Linked DNA regions of Sus scrofa: region 1 is linked to region 2. The links are chromatin contacts, called in public HiChIP or PLAC-seq maps. All regions are on one chromosome and are shown on one strand. The core of a region is the stretch at or near the end of the contact, and the rest is flanking DNA. Distances in the headings are between cores, read along the strand shown.

The links. HiChIP or PLAC-seq counts read pairs in DNA pulled down with a chosen protein or histone mark.
Region 1: a contact with region 2 is called in an H3K27ac HiChIP or PLAC-seq map of skeletal muscle, with 3 times the contacts expected there. The contact joins two enhancer-like sites. A contact is called at or near these places in 1 of 47 Hi-C or Micro-C datasets (liver) and 1 of 2 datasets of contacts at active chromatin or transcription factors (skeletal muscle).

The regions. Positions count from the first base shown.
Region 1 is chr10:11,302,062-11,306,504 of Sscrofa11.1, forward strand. All of the region lies in intron 2 of LOC110255736, which reads right to left. Among named protein-coding and RNA genes, the nearest start is that of TRNAT-UGU, 9.1 kb to the right of the region's middle. Within about 2 kb of position 1,305, at least 27 of the 83 cell types and tissues checked have an H3K27ac peak or open chromatin away from gene starts, as enhancers often do. A contact at or near this core is called in skeletal muscle, where this site is marked.
Region 2 is chr10:11,137,360-11,141,852 of Sscrofa11.1, forward strand. The region is part of intron 5 of LOC110255736; the gene reads right to left. Among named protein-coding and RNA genes, the nearest start is that of TRNAT-UGU, 170 kb to the right of the region's middle. Within about 2 kb of position 1,367, at least 1 of the 83 cell types and tissues checked has an H3K27ac peak or open chromatin away from gene starts, as enhancers often do. A contact at or near this core is called in skeletal muscle, where this site is marked.

The DNA of each region.
Region 1 (4,443 bases), core at 55-2,554, 160 kb after region 2:
ACCCCCCCATCTCTACCATACCCCCCACCCCCGCCCAGAACTTGCCAGTGATTCATCTTCGTTTCCTAGGATGAAACAACCTTGCAGGTGCCCTGAACACTAACTGAGGAAGCTGGTGTCCCTAAGGTGCCACCCTGCCCTGCCCCTCCATCCAGGAGCCAGCAGTACCTGGAGGAAAACGGCGGAAGAGCAGAGAGTGGATGGTAAAAGTTTACAAAGCTCGGGAGGGACCAGGGCTGGGCTGACCCAAGCAAAACGAAAGGACTGGTGGGACTGGCGGGGCGCACCTCCATCCGAGGCCCCTCCTCTGGGCGGAACTCCCCCTCTGCCGTCTGGCCGCTGGATCTGCAATCCTCTGGGGTTCTGATTGGTGCGCATTCATTCAGAGATGTTCAGCCCCTCTGGCAAACACCCTGCCCTTTGCATCCATATTTTACAGGTGAGCGCAGAGCGCTAAGGCTTTGGTGGAAGGTCATTTCCAAGGTCAAAGGGCTAGCTCGTGGCAGAGCTGGAAAACAGGACTGTTGGGCCTGAAGCCACCCTTTTACCCCTGTACCTCCCTTTCTAAACCCACCTGGGAGGCACTTTGCAGTAGAGTCTACAGAGTGTGGAGAAGAGTGGCGAGAGGATTGTGAACTTGCCTGAGGGCCAGGAAATCCAAAAATCCCCTTGCAGTGGCGTTAGAGGCCGGGGCGGGGGGGGGGGGGGGGGGGGGGTGCCGGCGGAGGGTCTGGGGAGTAGTCTGGCCCCATCACCATGACAACATGCAACCCGACTTCCTCTCTTGGTGTGATCGTCACTCTGCTCACCCTCTAACAAGGACCCCGGCGAGGAAAGCCATCCCTATTCTAACTGGTGAAACACTGAGGCTCAGAGACGTGGCGAGGTGCGGGGAAGAGCCAACAGACGATGGGAACGGTCTTTGCAGGACAACTGCGCATTTATGAAACCGTCACGGCAGAAGAACATCCGTGCCAGATCCCGGGCCCATGGCTGGGCCCAGCTGCCTCCCATTCTCTCCTGAGGCCAGGCCTGCTGCGAGGTTTCATTACATTGCGTGTTTTTATCATTTGATATCTGTAGCCAGATGCCTGTAGGCAATAAATGCCCTTCTCCATCAGTTGAAGCAAAAAAATGTACCTGCCATGGCTGTATTTGCTTCACTGGGCCGCTGACTTATTTTAAGAACTAAATCTTGCCTGTTACTATATTTTTCACTCTGGGGTGCGTGTGCTCCAGGACCGACAGTGATAACTTACACCCAAGGCAGAGCTTCCTCTCGCGCGAGAACGTAGCGCCACCTAGTGTCCACTTGCTCCACCGCAACCAAAAGAAATAACAGCGGTAACCTTGACAAAGTTTGCGCTCTCAAGAACTTCTTACACGCATTTTTCTCTTCTCACATAACGGAGCTTGCCTGCAGCAGTATATTCGTCTTATTTTTAAGATAAATAAGTTAAGACACGAGGCTCCAGCAAGAAAGCTGAGTAAGTTTTCCACTTGCCAACCCGGGGGGAGGGGGGGGTCATACTTTCCAACTTGGGTGGCTGTCATTTATAAACGATGAGCTCATGAGAGACGAGGGCTCATGCAACGCCCAGGTGCCCAGAACACCACCGCGCAGGAAGGCAGCCCTCCCGCGGGACCTGATGCAATCGTCTTGGCTTTATTTAGCCTTTCGTACCAGCGTCTCTACGCTCTCGGGGCAGGCTTATCCTCACAGCACCCTTAAGGGGTATAGATCTCAGTGTGGGGGGTTTCCGTTGTGCTAACAAAACCAGTATCCATGAGAATGCAGGTTCAATCCCCGCCCTCCCTCCGTGGGTTAAGGATCCAGCTCCTGCGTGAGCTGTGGTGTAGGTCGCAGGGGGGAATCTCAGGGTTATTAGTATTTTGTTTTAGGGCCGCACCTGCGGCATAGGGAGGTTCCCAGGCTAGGGGTCAGATCAGAACTGCAGCTGCCTGCCTACACCCCACCACAGCAACGTGGGATCCTTAACCCACTGAGTGGGGCCAGGGATCAAACCCACATCCTTGCAGATACTCGTCGGGTTCGTTACCCCACGAGCCACAATGGGAACTCCATCAGCGTTATTAGATGCAGGTTCCCACAAGAACTCACTTCCTCTGCAGCAGTGAGGGTAGATGTGGGACTGCCCACAGCCCCCTAAACTCAGTGCCTCTTTGCCAGTGCAAGAACCAAATCCATCACCCCAACACCATCCAACAGTTCTGACCTTCAAGCTCCTAATTCTTTTCAGATATCCAGAGTAGGGTCTCTCCATCTTGGTACCACTGGGTTGAATGGGCTGGGGGGGCTCCGTCCTGTACACTAGGAATGGTCAGCAGCGAACCTGGTCTCTACCCACTAGGTGGCAGTAGCGTCCCTCTCCCCATGAAGACGATCGGAATAGCTCCAGGCCCCGCCAAATGTTCCCTGGGGGTCCAAACCCAGCACTGGTTGAGACCCACTCTTCTAGAAGGCAGGTACACAGAAATGTAAAAATAAAAATACTACTAGTGATAACAACTACTGCTCCTGCTACCATTTAAAAGGCACGAATCAGGAGTTCCACTGGGGCACAATGAGTTAAGATCTGACTACAGCGGCTCGGGTCACTGCAGAGGTACAGGTGTGACCCTTGGCCAGGGCAGTGGGTTAAAGGATCCCACTTTAACTTTGTAAGTTGTAACTGCGGTTCGGATTCAGTCCCTGTCCCGGGAACATGCACATGCCATGGGTGCAGCCATACACTAAAATAAAATAGACACGAAAATAAAATAGAATAAAAGGCAAAAATTACATGCTACGAGCCCTATGAGTTTATCTTATGTAATCTTCACAACCAAGAAACCAGTCTGCGTTGACTCTCTAAGGAAAGAAACACTTTCATTACAGATAAAATGAGGCTCAGAGATGTTAGGTAACAGGCCAAGGTCACATAGCCGGTAGTGGCAAAGTCACCATTTAAAACCAGGCTCCTGTGACTCCAAAACCTAGCTCTTCACCACCTCCAGATCCTGGGGCCATAGATCACCAACGTTTCTGGAACAGTCTTGCTTCTTCACAGCCCTTCTAGAATATGCTAGCGCTATTCAAATAATACATCCAGATTTCAGCTTAAAGACATAAACACTGTAGCTCCTCTCTGTAAAAGGATCAATACAGGGAGCTCCCCTCGTGGCTCAGTGGTAATGAACCCGACTAGTATCCATGAGGACGCAGGTTCGACTCCTGGCCTCGGTCATGGGTTAAGGATCCAGCAGACACAGCTTGGACCTGGTGCTGTGGCTGTGACATAGGCTGGCAGCTGCAGCTCCAATTCAGCCTCTAGCCTGGGAACTTCCATATGCCACCAAAACGGCCCTAAAAAGACTGAATTTAAAAAAAAAGAAAAAGAAAGAAAAAAAAAATCAATCCAAAGTGTTAGGGCAGAGATTTTGCTCCAGGGAAGAGCCTGGGTCTGAGTTCAGTGGCCAATAATTGACTGTATGGCCTTTATTTGGGGTCAGTTATTTAAGCTCTCAAAGATAGTTTATTCATCTGCAAGATAAAGAGAATGAGTTAGATGAGGTTTTCAACCCCACCACACACTAAAATCACAGGGGGAGCACAAAGAAAGGAGTGCCCGGGCCACAACCTGAACCAATTCATCCAGACTCTCTGGGTCCTGGGAAGTAACATTTTTAAGTCCCCAGGTAGCCCAATGCGCAGCCAGAACTGAGGCTCATGGCACTAAGACTCCCCCGTTCTGTGTTTCTATCGTCAGACCCAACTCCCCGTAGACTTGGAGGTCGTCTTTCCTGCCTCCCACGACACACAAAGTTGTTTCAGGAGCGGTTACTTTCTCTCTCTTCCACGACCATCCCAAAAGTCTTGAATGACTTCCTGGGACCCCCCCGCCCCCGACATGTCAACCACCGTCCAGTCCCTGGACTAACCATTTCCAGCATCTCTGTCTACCAACCCAAAGTCTGGAAACCCCACCACTGTCAATGGCAGCAGGAGGTTGGAAACATCTAGAAAAAGCTGCAAAGAGCAGGCAACATGACAGAAGACAGCTGTGTCCACTGAAAGACTATCCCTTTACCGGCCTCACTGAGTGTTTGCCCCACCTGCCTTTAATATGATTAATTCTGATCCACGGTCTTTTAGACAGTGGGGGAATCTCTTTTTTTTTTTTTTTTTGGTCTTTTTGCCTTTTCTAGGGCTGCTCCCGCGGCATATGGAAGTGCCCAGGCTAGGGGTCCAATCAGAGCTATAGCTACCGGCCTACACCAGAGCCACAGCCACGCGGGATCCGAGCCTCATCTACAACCTACATCACAGCTCTCAGCAACGCTGGATTCTTAACCCACTGAGCAAGGCCAGGGATTGAACCAGCAACCTCATGGTTCCTAGTCAGATTCGTTAACCACTGAGCCACAACGGGAACTCTGGGA
Region 2 (4,493 bases), core at 117-2,616:
ATAAGCCACTTGCAAGGCAGCATTTCTGTTCAATTAACTTTGGAACCATGGAAGATGGCAGTATTTTTTTTTCAAGTTATTTACTCCCTACCCTTCCCTGTAAGAGGAATTTATACCTTGAGCATTACCATAGAACTTGCGATGTTCCCTAGAAGAAGGAGCAGTGTATTATCCTGTTCCATTGATGGTGAACTTGGGCAAGCGATTGCTTTAGGAGACGGAATATAACCAAACGTGAGCTACACTGCATGCAAGCTGTAAAACACCTCGTGAACTTTTCCCAGCTCTCTTGCTTATCCCTTCTGCCGAAAGGATGCCTAATAAAGCCTACTCCTTGGAACTGGGTCATGGAATGAGGGGGTATACAGAGCACCAGCACAGAAGCCAGCCTGCTGCTGCTGACAACATAACAGGAGTGAGAAATGAGTGTTGTTGTAAGCCACTGAGATGAGTACTAAAGCGTACTAACTAAATACCAGCATAGGAGTTCCCTGGGAGTGCAGCTGGTGAAGGACCTGGCATGGTCACTGTTGTGGCTTGGGTCACTGCTGTGGCGTGAGCTCAATCCCTGGCCTGGGAACTTTTGCGTGCAGCAGGTGCAGCCAAAAGCATAATAAGTACGTACATAAATATACACATACATACATACATACCAACATAGCACCTAGCCCAGGGTCTATCACAGGAAGAACTTTATGAACTATATGTTTAGTAAAGATCATAGCCTGTTAATAGCCATTTATTAAAGGTTCCTGAAAACCACTATCATTGGAACAATTTTGTAGCCTCGAGAAAATAACAGAACTGTAAGTGAGATGAGATATCTATATATATATATACACATACACACACACACACGTGTGAATGTATATATACATACACGTGTGTGAATGTATATATACATATACACGTGTGTGAATGTATATGTGTATATATATATACACGTATGTGAATGTGTGTATATATATATATACACACACACACATATGTGAATGTTTGTGTATATATATATGTGTGTATATATATATATATATACTTTCTCTCCCTCTCTCTACACATACATACTTATATATTTAAAATACCATAAGCCATTAAGTCAATCTTCCTAGCTCCCATATTTCTCACAGTAACAGATTCTAAAATAAATGTTTACAACCAAAACAGATCGGACTACTAGCATTTCCCTAAGTCAGTAGTTCACTAGTCATATCCACGACTAAGCTCATAAACTAAGTTATAAAAAAGTGCCCAAATAGCCAGGACTCAAGAAATCAGTTAGCACAAGGGCTGGCCCTATACTGTTCCAGGGACATAGGACGAAGAATAAGGGTCAGTGGCTCTCCTGTTTACCTCACCGCTCTCAACAAGGACATACACACACACACCCAAACATTTCTGCTCACAGCTGTTTTAGTTGTTGGACTTCTGAAGAGGGCTAATTTGAACCTGGGTTTTTTTGGCCAGAACATATTTGGCAAAGGGGAGACCAAGAGTGTTGAAGCAAATGACCTATTTGTACAGAGCCAAGTAGAGGAGAACCAGAGCTGGAATCTAAGCCCAACCAACTGGTGTCTCTCTCCTACTGATGGTCAGAGAGAGGGAGAAGGAGCCGGAGGGGGAAAGAGAGGTGATGGAGAGGGACAGAGCGAGAATAAGGAAGCCACTGGTCCTGGAATTATGTGGCTTTTAGGCTTTTATTGGCTCTTTTCGATTTTTTTTTTTTTTTGGTCTTTTTAGGGCCCCACCTGCAGCATATGGAAGTTCCCATGCTGGGGGTGGAATGAGAGCTGCATCTGCTGGCCTTCGCCACAGCCACAGCCACACCAGATCCTTAACCCACTGAGCGAGGCCAGGGATCAAACTCACATCCTCAGGGATGCTAGTCAGGTTCTTAACCCAGTGAGCCACGATGGGAACCTCCCCATTTCATTGCATACCAGTCTTAATAAAAGGGAAAAACTACAGAAAATGAGTGAGTAAACAAAGAAAGCTCCACAGCACACAGAGACTCTTCATTTCAGAAGGCTGACCCACCAGTCATAAGCTAGAAAACTACTTGTTAAAATGAATATAGTTCCTGGGAAACAGAATGCGATTTTTATTATGATTCATATGTTTTGCTGTGGACAAACCATACACGCTACGTCTGATAAGAAACACGAAGGCGGTAGAGAAATCTTTGCTTTTTTAAAAAACAATCCCTCAAAAGAAGAGCAGGGGTGGGTCAAGAAGGATTTCTCCATCCTAAAGAGAGAGAGAAAATGAAAAGCAGATAATAGATGACATTAAAAACCCAAGGAGAAATGCTCGATGCTATTTTTAGTCTCCATTTTGATACCATATTTTGAAAGGTCAAGGAGTATGCATCATTTATGATGTGAAGGTGAAAAACTAAATTGGACATTGGACTTGGGAGGAAGAAGTACAAGACTGGTTTTTTTTTTTTTATGGTGTGTTCAAGTCAGCAAAGAACCATGACATGCATTTTGGGGTGAGCCAGCTGCTTCAAAACAGGCAGCAAAAGCCACTTCTTTAAAAGAGGTAGAGAAGAACAGACAACCGAGAGATGACATCAGTTACGGATGTAAATGATAACTATTAATTGGAAAAATGGCAGGAAAAGCATCAACATAATTAGAATGATTTTGTCAGGAATAAATTATCAGACACCCGTCAATTCCTTCTAGAAAGAATGGCAGGAATTCTAAATGGGGGTGGATTGTATGTGGACTTCAAAAGCTTTTTTATTGAAAAGAGGACTCGGATGCCTTCTACAATATTCATAGACCTTCCTTTGGCTGAAGAATACGTATGGTTTCAACATGTGAGCTTTCTATGCAAGAACCGGTAATTTAAAAGAGAAAAAAAGTATGTTCTCATTGATTTCCCCCGGATTCACGGAGGGACGACAGACACACAAAAACTGTGTGTATTCAAGGCGTTTCACATGATGTTCTGATACATGCGTGCATTGTGCCCAACTGGCTTCACTGTCAGTCGGCCAGGCTATGCAGGTGCAGTGAGATCAAGGTCAGAAACAGCATCTCTTTGCAGTAGGTACCAGCACGTCAGAGAGCCTGAGCAGGGACGTGGCACGGCTTTCCTCCCTGAGAAGGCATGACTTCACATTATCACATTATTCACAACTGAATCAAAGGAGAAAACGCAGCGCTATGGGGCTGGTGAAACGAGTGCCAATTATATCAGGATATTTCAGAGAATGAAATAGAAGTGAAGATATAGGAAGGTACTGGGAAAAAAAGAAAACGGGACTCAGCAACGGAAAAGCACATAAAACAACCACAGCACTGAAGGAATTCTTGTGAGGCAGACACCGTTGTCCTGTCACCTCGGTCAAGGACAGAAGGTCTCCAGGTGCCTCGTCCTATCCCACCTCCTCTCTGATCAAGGAAATCATTCCCACTGGCATGGTACCACCTCTTTGAATTGCTTGATCTGCCCATGTGTATTAGTCTCCTAGGACTGTCCTAATTCATTATGTCACCTGAAAACAACACAAGTTTGCTCCCTCACAGCTCTGGAGACCAGAAGTCTAAAATCGGGGTGTTGGCAGAGCTGATGTCTTCAGAAATCTCTGGGGGGGATTGATACCCGCCCTCCCTTCTGCCTCGGTGGCTCCTGGCATCCTGGGTGCTCCCTGGCTTGTGGCTTCCCTCCCATCTTGGCCTCTGTCTTCACACTGGCTTTTCTAGAATCTCTCTCTCTTTTCTACGATTAGAACACCAGTCATGGATATAGGGCCCACTCTAATAACCCCAAGACGACGTCATCCCAAGAGCTTTATCTTATCTGCAAAGACCTGTTTTCCAGCCATGTCACCTCTACAGGAACTAGGCATTGAGAACTGAGAGCTATTCCACCACACGCCATACGTACAGCCCTACCCTCATGAAGTTAATATTGTCCCTTTTCAGTCAGAAAGATAATTATTATTTTTAATAATAAAACATTCCTTCCTTGAGAGATAAAGTCAATTGCAATTTGGTGTCATAAGCATTTCAAAATTTCTACATAAGTGTGTATATTGTGTGTGTTTATCCATTTCTACTTCCGTGTGGACTCACACTGAATTTTAAATGTGTGACACTGTTATACTCTCACAGGGCTAATATTAAATATGCCTTTTATTTTTAACTTGTTGTCTTTTAATCTACAAGGCTCCCTCGTCCCATTCATTTCCTCACAATTTATGTGTTAAGAGCCAAGGCCATGTGGAGTGTCTGCTGTGGCACAATGGGTAGGAATCTGACTGGAGCAGCTCAGGTGACTCAGAGGTGTGGGTTCGTGCCCCAGCCCTGAGCAGTGGGTTAAAAGATCCAGCTTTGCCAGAGCTGTGGTGTAGGTGGCACCTATAGCTTGATTTCAATCCCTGGCCCAGAAACTTCCATATGCCACAGGTGTGGCCATTAAAAACAACAAACAAACAAACAAACAAAACAGCCAATACTCTTTAATATGCAGTTTCCCAAAGC